2 separate regions of the Sus scrofa genome follow, and region 2 is linked to region 1. The links are chromatin contacts, called in public HiChIP or PLAC-seq maps. All regions are on one chromosome and are shown on one strand. The core of a region is the stretch at or near the end of the contact, and the rest is flanking DNA. Distances in the headings are between cores, read along the strand shown. Region 1 holds the start of ETFDH (electron transfer flavoprotein-ubiquinone oxidoreductase, mitochondrial). Region 2 holds the start of LOC110262100 (rap guanine nucleotide exchange factor 6-like).

Region 1 (4,972 bases), core at 633-3,132:
AGAGCTGTGGCCACCAGCCTACGCCAGAGCTACAGCAGCACAGGATCCAAGCTGCGTCTCCAACCTACACTGCAGCTCACGGCAACGCCAGATCCTTTAACCCACTGAGCAAGACCAGGGATCGAACCTGAAACCTCATGGTTCCTAGTCAGGTTCATTAACCACTGCGCCACGATGGGAACTCCTTTTTTTAGTTTTTTTAGGGCCACATCTGCAGCATATGGAAGTTTCCAGGCTAGAGGTCAAATCAGAGCTGTAGCTGCTGGCCTACACCACAGCCACAGCAACACCAGATCTGAGCCGCGTCTGTGACCTACACCACAGCTCATGCCAACACTTGATCCTTAACCCACTGATCTAGGACAGGGATCAAACCTGTGTCTTCATGAATACTAGTCAGATTCATTACATCTGAGCCACCATGGGAACTCTCCAAAATTAATTTAAATAAAAATTAAAAACCAGTTGTGAGAGAATTCAAGATCCTGTAGTACACTTTTTGAACTTTAAACCTTTTGTTTTTAAATAAACCACCCCCTCCAAAAAAATCCCCCAAACCACCCAACTGCATCCTACTTTTTTTTTTTTTTTTAAAAAAAAAGAGGAGGTAATGAGGTATTTTACCAAGTCATCAGGATGGTTCTAGGGGCAAACAGAACACCATAAGCCCCTAGAGTTAATTTTAGACAACGTAGAAAAATTCCTGGCTCCAGATAGTCTGATGACTCAGGCAGCATACACATGTTAATGATGATGTGCCACATTAGACTTCGAATTCTTTTTTTTTTTTCTTTTTTGTCTATTTTAGGGCTGCACCCCGGCATATGGAGGTTCCCAGGTTAGGGGTCTAATCAGAGCTGAAGCCGCCGGCCTACGCCAGAGCCACAGCAACGCCAGATCCCAGCCGCGTCTGTGACCTACACCACAGCTCACGGCAACGCCGGATCCTTAACCCACTGAGCAAGACCAGGGATCGAACCCACAACCTCATGGTTCCTAGTCGGATTCGTTAACCACTGAGCCACGAAGGGAACTCCTAGACTTCGAATTCTTAAAATGGGGTAGGATGACTGCAAATACACAAGTAAGGTGAGGACCAAGGAAAAAAAATCTGTGCAAATGTTAATTTACTCATTTGCAACAAGGCAACAGACATTACCTGAGCTTGGGATAAGAGTCTGCACCAGGACTTGGAGAGATTCCGCTCAGGAGCCGTGTTGACAAGTTCACTGCATTCATGACCTATGTCCTAGTTGTCAACTCTTCCAATTGAGACAAGCCCAGGGGAGGAACCCAGCGGCGACCCTGCGCCCTTTGCTCTGAACTAGTTCCACCCCCCAGCGGTGGTCCCGCGCGCCCCTCGTAGACCCTCGACTTTGCTCCCCGCGCCCGCAGACCCCTCCTCACCTGGGCTGGCCAGCTTGGCCAGCGGCACCATCATGCTCTCGGCAGCCGGGACCCCGGCGTACAGCGAGGGAGGAGGCCCGGCTGGGGCTCGCCCGGGCACGGGACCACTAGGCCGCGGGGGGCGCCATCCCCGCCGGGACAACTGAAGTCTCAGGCGGAGTCAGCCTCCCTACTCAGCCGGCCACTCTGGCTTCACCGTACTGCCGCCTCTTTCTTGCTGTGCGCCTGCGCCACGCGCGATATGACTGCCCGTAGGACTTCTGGGTCACAGACCAAGACGGAGAGGGTAGGGAACCCTTCCACCCGGGGCAAGCAGAGGACACCAGCGAAGACTACAAATCCCAGGGTGCAACGCGCTTGGCGCCAAGAAGCGGAGGCGGGGCGGTGCGCGGAACTCTAGGAGTTGTAGTCTTCGGCTCAACAGTCCAGGTTGCCCGACTGGGGGTTTGCGCAGGAGTGAAGAGCCGCCCAAGGCGAATTAACTGGTTTCTGATTGGCTGTCCGGAGAAAATGACTGGGCTTCGCGGTCCACCGCCGAGAGACTAGAGGAGGCGGGGTCGCTGGACTTTGGGCGCGAGCGGTTGAAAGACAGTTGGTGTCGGTTCGGCTGTCAAAGTCCGGTCCCGCCGCCCAGCCCGGCTCCATGGAGGACCCTGAGGAGCTGCTGGTTTCTTCGCCTCCCCCGCCGCCTCCCTCCTCTCCCTCTTCAAACTCATCTTCAGCATCTTCCCCAGGCGTCCCGGGGAGTTTGGGATGGCCGGTTCCAAGCAGGAGCAGCGGCCGGACAGTGGACCCCCTGGAGGAGGTGGAGCTGCAGATCGGAGACGTGGGTGTGGCCTGCGGGGCCGGGAGGGGCCGGAGGGACGGGGTCCGCGCCCAGCTAGGGGGGCTGGTGAGGAAGGGTGGGGGTCCGACGCCGCCCAAGGCCCCTTCCCCCATGTGGTGTACCAGTTGAGGCGTTGGGAATTGGGGTGTCCCTCCACCCGCCCCGCCCCGCCCGGTTTTCTTTGTGCCTGGCCATCTGGTTTCCAACACGCGCTGTAACCCGAAACCACACAGATCTCATTCGCCCCCACCTTCGCCTTTGCTGTCCTTGGGTGCTGAGGGTCAGGCTGTGATTTCTTACCCGGGGACTTAAGGACTGCTGTCCTAGTTGGCCACCTGCCCAGAGTCAGCTGACAGATATTATCTGTCCCACCGTCCTGTGCGCTAGATCCAATTAGGACGGGTTAGTCACCACCCCATGGTGCAGATTCCTTTCACTAACGGTTCAAAGACCTCTCCCTCTGAGCACTTGGCATGCCTAGTCTGGATGGTTTCTGTTGAATCTCCAATTTCCAGGCGCCCAGCTACTGGAGCGCATGAGCACACACACACTCTCTGTCTCTGTCTCTCTGTCTCTGTCTCTCGTTCCCCCGCCTCCGCCCACCGCTCCTTCCAAGTGACCCTGTAGGATGGAGTGCTGATGTGTTATCCAGGAACAGTGCTATTTCATGTAGTGGGCGAAGAAAGCATTTGATCAAGGAGTTTTCCACCAAGGGATGATTGTCTACTGCACCTGTTTTGATTTTGTTGATGTTATTTGTAAGCTGAGAGCATCTCTTCTTTGGACTATACATTTTCATAGTCTACAGCGTTCATGGGTAAAAATAGTGGAGCCATGCCCTTGTTACCCATGTATTAAGCGTTATTTATGGAGTCTTTCAGCTCCTTCTGATACTTTGTGTCAAGGGATCCAAGTCTCCTGTTGAGCTAAATCAGACTAGTGATTTGTAAATAAAAAAGTATCGACTGGTCATTTCTCATGCATAATGGATATCTTTCTAGCACATCTTACTTCCTCAAAGCTTACTTCATATTAACGAATTTCTTTGGTTCCCTGAAAGAGCCAGTATTTTAGTTCTAAGATTTTTTTTTTAACTTTTAAAGAAGATAACTTTAAATTTGAGGCATCAGATTTGAGGTTCTGTTATTTTCAGACTGGTTTGTAAAATGAGGTGAAAATTAAAAAAAAAACAACTTATATTGTTTGACTTTTTTTTTTTTTTTAAATTTCAGGCAGCATTTTCCTTAACCAAACTTCTCGAAGCCACATCTGCAGTATCAGCTCAAGTGGAAGAGCTTGCCTTCAAATGTACAGAAAATGCACGTTTCCTTAAAACATGGCGGGACCTCTTGAGAGAAGGCTATGATTCCTTGAAGGCTGACAACTGACTTGCCATGTAATAGTCCATGTGTTCTCACGATATTTGCAGATGTACCATATGGATAGGATAATCCAGCAGTTCTGTGAAATGAAAATGAAATTTTGCTTGGTTTTCTTCATTTTGTGAAAATAGAATGTTATTTTTGATGCTGACTAGTATTTATCTTTAAATACTTAATGTCTGCTAAACTTTCACACAATCTTTTATGAAAGTTAATTCAATCAGTAGATAATATAATGCCACAGTGTTACCAGTCACAAACTAGATAGACCATTTGTTTGATTTGCAAGAAGATACCAAGCATGGCAGAGTTTGAAGTTGAGCCTCATTTTTTTGGAACAAAGGAGATGACTTTAAGGTTTATCACTGTTTGACTCAGCTCTATTTGGCTAATTTCCGTAGAACCAGTTATTGTGTCTTATTTAATTCTGTATTTTCAGCACCTAGAACATTGTTATACAATAATCACTAAATGTTCAGTGACAATACAGTTAAAAGCAGCGTTTTCTCCCTGTTTTTAGCATGAAGATTATAAATTTTTCTTGAAGAAATATTTGAGTCAGAACCTCATTAACTTGGAGAAAAACATTAACATTATTGCTCTCTTTTTTAACAGGGATTTGAACTTTAACTAGTAACATCTTTTTAAAATACAAATTTTTTTGCCCTTCTCTGATGGATTTTCAAAAAAGAAAATGAAACTTGACTTGAAAGAATGCACATTTTTTCCCCTATTTATTTCTAAGGTTAACTGATTTTACAGAAATTTCTTGTATACAATGTTGTTATATGTTTGGTTGCTCTTTTAAAAGTGCCTTATCAGAATTATGGCTGTGTATTATTACTTTTGGAGCTTTACAAGTAATAATCCTAAATTCTTTCTTTTTTTTTTTTTTTGTCTTGCCATTTCTTGGGCCGCTCCCGCGGCATATGGAGGTTCCCAAACTAGGGGTCGAATCGGAGCTGTAGCCACCGGCCTACACCACAGCCACAGCAACACCAGATCCGAGCCGCGTCTGCGACCTACACCACAGCTCACGGCAACGCCGGATCATTAACCCACTGAGCAAGGGCAGGGATCGAACCTTCAACCTCATGGTTCTTAGTCGGATTCGTTAACCACTGCACCACGACGGGAACTCCATAATCCTAAATTCTAAATGTAATAGTTAATTAAAACTAAACAAGTTACTTTTTTAAATGCGTCAAATTTATTTTTATTTTTATTTTATTTTATTTTGCTTTTTAGGGCCACACCCAAGGCATATGGAGGTTCCTAGGCTAGGGTTCAAATCGGAGGTTCAGCTGTCAGCCTGTTCCACAGCCACACCAACGCCAGATCGGAGCAGCATCTGCAA
Region 2 (4,999 bases), core at 1,944-4,443, 410 kb before region 1:
AGCAAAAACATTTTATTGTTTCAAGCCTTGGGAGAGGGGGAGCTGTTTGTAATTTATTTGTCTTTTACTTCACTAAATTGCTTAGGTGACCAAGCTTCCTATTTAAGTGGTTAAAGACATAAACCCAAATAGTTTAATAAAGCAATTACTTAAGAGTCCTGTTTTTCCAACAGAGGTGCACTGAAAAATATCAATAGAATGCTTAACGTTCCTTCTTTTCAAGGAGGTTTGTTACCAAGAATACAGTGCTCCATTGACAAGACCTTAGCCACTTTCCAGACACACACAATACTTCTTCCCTCCTCTCAGACTCTCAGGTGAAAAATCTGAATTGTGAAATGTGGTTATTAATTCGGGTGACAATTTTTTTTGTTGTAGTTATTTCCCCCACCATCTTCCCCTCCAGTGATGTGTCTAAATAAATGGCAAAATGAGTTTCCATTTTCCCGAGGGGGCATGAAAAGCTTCCTAATTTTATAATAATTTTCAAAGCCCCTCTGTTTACACTGAGGTGCTCCCTAGCCCCAGATTCCCTTCACACTAATTTCTTAGGTTACACTAGTGACACCATGATTACTTCTAGGCATCCGATTGACCTAGTACAAAACTATGTCTTCATAGTCTGACAGAGAAACTAGCATTAAAAAAAAAAAAATGATAAATTCAACAAAAAATAATTTTACCTCTTTCCCTCTATTCTTGTCTTTCAAAACACCTTTCTTTTCCCTGTCATGAGAACCATACAAACTCCTTGACCAAATCTATCCTGAACAACAGAAGGAAGCATGACAGCAAAACTTTCCTAACTCATACCCTTCTGGTCATATCAAGTTTATTTAAGAACTCTGCTTTTTATATTATAAAATTCTAATGCTCAAGCACTCATAAGACAGTACAGAAAAACTTCCAGCCTTTGCAGTCACAAAGCACTCAACAGAAAAGACACCTGCTACCAAAACATTTTTTTTTATACTTTTGAGTAATAACTTTTACAAGATCATTTTTGACCAGCCAGGTAAAGATGGAAAACATTTACATTTTCACTACTTTCTCTTTAAAAGCAATACTAAATAAACATGGGGGTTTGCACTAGTAATAACCAAATGAGCATCAAAGTTAACAGGGCAGACACTTAGGAATGTTCACAATGTTGGTAGGTTTCTCTAGGTTTACTTTTCTATGAAGGTTTGGTGGGAAGTGTGGGGCTTTCAGACTGTTCGTGAAGCTGTCCCATTGTGGTGTTAGTAACTGGCCCACTTCTGACTCAGGCCAAGTTCTATGCTGGTCGGTTTGCAATCTATTCTCCACAACTGGCACGGAAACAGGAAAGTTTAACAGTTCATTTCTTTGGCACAATCCAGATGCCGTCACAGTGGAGGTTTTGTCTCTTCTGGTCTTGTTTAGTGACCCTCCCCCTCCCACCCACCTGACACTAGGTTTCCAGTCATTACTATTCTAACCAACCAACCTAAGATACCCCCTCCCCCCAATTTCCACCAAAGGCCTCTGACATCATTTTCTGACTGGCCTTGTTAGGTTCTAATATTCTCAGCATGTGCAATTTCACTTGGCACCCCTAACACTGAAAGGCACCAAAATATTTCACTGAAATGTGCTTTTCCAACACACTGTGACTGGGAACGTGCATTTCAGATGCAGAAGATTGACAAGTGTAAAACAGCAGATGAGGAAGGCACAGGACAGGCAGTGTCACAAGATCAAAGCAGGACATTCTTTGTTTAGAATAAAATAACCCTTTAAAATATGAACTTTCTGGGGACACTGTGAAATGAATTTTCTTGTAAAATGATCACCCAGCTTCCACACGTTGGGTAAATATGTGCAATCTATCTACAATCCCCAGATGAGACCGCTCCATCAGAAAAAAAAAAAAAATGAAACATCAAAAAACGGTACCAGGTGTCATTCCTGGGCCTTGTCCAAAGGCAGCCAGCGGAAGATTCTACGTTATTCTCTTCTCCCCACACTAAATAAGCACAATCAATGGAAGAGAAGAAGAGCATTTGGATTTGAACAGATGGCATCCAACACCTAACAAGAGAAGCAACTCTTTCGTGCCTTAGATGCTCAGTGTCTGATGGACCAAGGATCAGGAGGGCTTATTTGTCTTAAGACGGTTGGCAGCAGGATCCCCTGTAGTCACCATCCCAAAGCTTAGGAACATGCGTCATTATCCAGTCAACAACTAAAAGCAGAAAAATCAAACAACCACATTTTTAAAAAAATGTCCTCCTCTCTAGTCCAACTTGAGACGACAAAATCCAACACCATCATCAATTCTTCCATTTCAAGCCACAGAAAAATAAGCCTGAAGGTACACGAATGTATAAAGGTTAACAAACTTATCTAATTTTGACAAGGTTGTGCAACACCGAAAGAATCCGCAGGGCGCCCTTCCCGGGGGCGGGGGGGGGGGTGGTATTTGAATATGCCTGCTCTGCAGCTCTGTCTGCAATTGAAACTAAAAGCACAAACCCAGCTATTCAACTCCCCCCCCCCTCCTTTTAAAGTAGCATCCCTTTGGCAAAAAAAGCAAAATAGTAAACACACAAACATTTCAACGTTTTACCTGAGAAGGCCACCACGGATCTGTCTTTTGCAGAGCCCTACAAGTTTCCTCACTACCTATGTAAACACCCAACAACTCTTAAGGTAGAAAGGACCACATTCCCGGGAGGAAGGGAGCCTGCGGCCAAGGTGGCAGAAGTGGCCGGCCGAGGGGAGGGGACTCCCACCCCAACTCCAAGAGACTCACAGGCCCGAGCGCGGCTGTGAAGAGGGCACACTCGGGAGAGACCGCCCTGCCCTGCGGGACAAACGCTGGGACAGGTCAGTTACGGGGAGGGCGGCGAGAAGAGGAAAGACTCGAGAATGGGGGCAAATACAGCCAGAATAGCCAGGGTAAGATGAAGACCGGATGCCGCTGCAAGTTGGGGTCCTGATCCTGGGCGCGGGTGCGCCAACCTAGCCGCGACGCGGCGGTGGGGGCAGGGAGGATGCAGCCGGCGCAGGGCTCACCTGAGGGGTCCTCTCCGCGGGGTTTTTCATCACCGCCTGGCGGAAGCTGTTATCCACGTAGGACGCCATCTCCCCCCGCGGCCGGGAGCAGGGCCGCTCCGCGCCCTCGGCCGCCTCCTCCCGGCCCAGCGCCGCCGCCGCTGCCGCCGCCGCCGCCTCCGCCCTGCGCGCTCCGCCCGCCCGCCTCTGGCCAACCAGCCAAACCGCGGCGGCGGCGGCGGCGGGGCGGCCGAGCCCGGGGCGCGCGGCGGGGCGGGGGGCGCACGAGGCCCGAGGGTCCCTGCGGCGCCGGGCGGCCGGGAACCTTCTGCTTCCTCTGTGCCGCGCGGCCGGCAAGGCTCCCTCCGGGCCCTGGCTCGACACGCCTCCCCGGCTCCTCTCGGGGACTCTGGCGGCTCCTCCCGGCCCCGCCGGGCCTGAGTTATTTTTAGGGAGTTAGAGCGGCGGTGAAAGGGGAGGCTACGGGCGCCCAGGCCTCCTTCCCCCTGGCTTCTCTCGGGGGCTCGCGCCGCTGCCTCGGGTCTGCTGGAAGCACTCGGGCACCGGGGCGCCGCGGCCGCCGTCCGAGGGCCGTCTCAGGTCCGGGCTCTGCGAAGCGGGATGGCCTCGGCCGCCGTCCCCGCCGCGCCGGGGCTCTGTCTACTGCGCTCGGCCGTGCCCCCCGACTGCTGCTGTTGCTGCTGCTGCTGCTGCATCCCTTCGGGCCGCCCTGCCGCCGCTGCCGCTGCCGCCGCCTCAGCCGCCGCCGCCGCCGTGCGCTCCGCCGTCGCCGCCTCCCCCCATCGGCGCGCGCGGAGCGGCCAGAGAGCACCGCCGGGCTGCGCCCTCGGCCGCTTTCTCTCGGCAACTTTGTTCCCGGTCTGCACGGGCGCAGGAGGGAAGGGGCCACGGGCAGCCGGGTCCGGACTCCCAGCGGCGGGCGTCGCGCAGAGCCCCCCGGAGAGTGTTTGGGAAGCGGCGACTCCCCTCCTCTTCCCCACCTCTTCCTCCTCCTGCGCCTTCACGGCAGCCCAGCCGCTCCTCAGGGAGGAAGCGGCCTCCGGGGCCGGTCGCTTTGTGCTGCAACCATGGTGAAGCGTGAGTGACGGACCGGCGGCCAGTCTGAGTGCGCCGCGTCGGCGGGGGCGGGGCGCCCGCGGCGCCGGGTCCCGCCCTCCGCACCCTGACTCTGGCCAGGCGGCCGCGCCCTCACTCCCGAGCGGCATTTTCGGCCGCGTCCAGGTGCTCAGCGTCCCGGGGCGGCGAAGGGTCGTCCCCCTTGAGGCCGGGCTGACAGGGCCCCGCATCTCCTGGCCTGCAGGAGGCGGCGCGCCCAGGCGGAAGGCACAGGCTCCTTTCTCCCCGCTCCCCACCCCTTCCCCCGCTCACGCCGCGCCCCCTACCCACACCCCAGCCCGGATCCCGAGGGACCCTGCCGCGTCTGGTCGCCTCTGCAGACGACTCCTGGCGCCAGGCCTCGGCCGCTGGGGCTGAAAGTTAACCCGGAGCAGGAGTCCGGCCCGCTGCTTGGGCCTCCCTGGGCATCCGTTTTGAACCTAAGGCTTGGCTCCCGAGTTGTTTCAAAAGCGGTAAATCTTCAGAGGATTTATTTTGCTTATTTGTAACTTAATGCAGGGAAAGAGTTCCCTTCCTGTCTTCCGTGCCCATCAGGCACCTTCAGACGCTTAAATGACCACGAAACTAAGGAGCTGGAAACATGCCAGTTCCAACACTAGACCAAACACCTCCCAGACAGACACACTCCAGATCTGAAGGTGATCAGTCTTTTGCGCGAGACCCCGACCGCAAGTTCTGTGGCATAATCAGAGACACTGGCAGATGTGGCTTCTCATTAGGCAAGGTAAACCTCCAGACACCGGATCCAAGCCTGACTCTCTTGGTGCAGAGAGCTCTAGGACAGAGCCCTTTAAAGATATTACGGCGCCTGCTGCTTCCCCCCCACCCCGCCCCCGTCCTCCTC

The links. HiChIP or PLAC-seq counts read pairs in DNA pulled down with a chosen protein or histone mark.
Region 2: a contact with region 1 is called in an H3K27ac HiChIP or PLAC-seq map of skeletal muscle. The contact joins the promoter of LOC110262100 here to the promoter of ETFDH in region 1. A contact is called at or near these places in 1 of 47 Hi-C or Micro-C datasets (liver) and 1 of 2 datasets of contacts at active chromatin or transcription factors (skeletal muscle).

The regions. Positions count from the first base shown.
Region 1 is chr8:47,605,409-47,610,380 of Sscrofa11.1, reverse strand. ETFDH (electron transfer flavoprotein-ubiquinone oxidoreductase, mitochondrial) reads right to left here and starts at 1,882. Exons shown (of 13, transcript XM_003129003.4): 1 at 1,408-1,882. The coding sequence starts at 1,441. C8H4orf46 (renal cancer differentiation gene 1 protein) reads left to right here and starts at 1,832. Exons shown (of 2, transcript XM_005666666.3): 1 at 1,832-2,233; 2 at 3,466-4,972. The coding sequence starts at 2,051. The coding sequence ends at 3,621.
Region 2 is chr8:48,019,765-48,024,763 of Sscrofa11.1, reverse strand. LOC110262100 (rap guanine nucleotide exchange factor 6-like) reads right to left here and starts at 3,193. Exons shown (of 7, transcript XM_021101306.1): 1 at 3,040-3,193. The coding sequence starts at 3,108.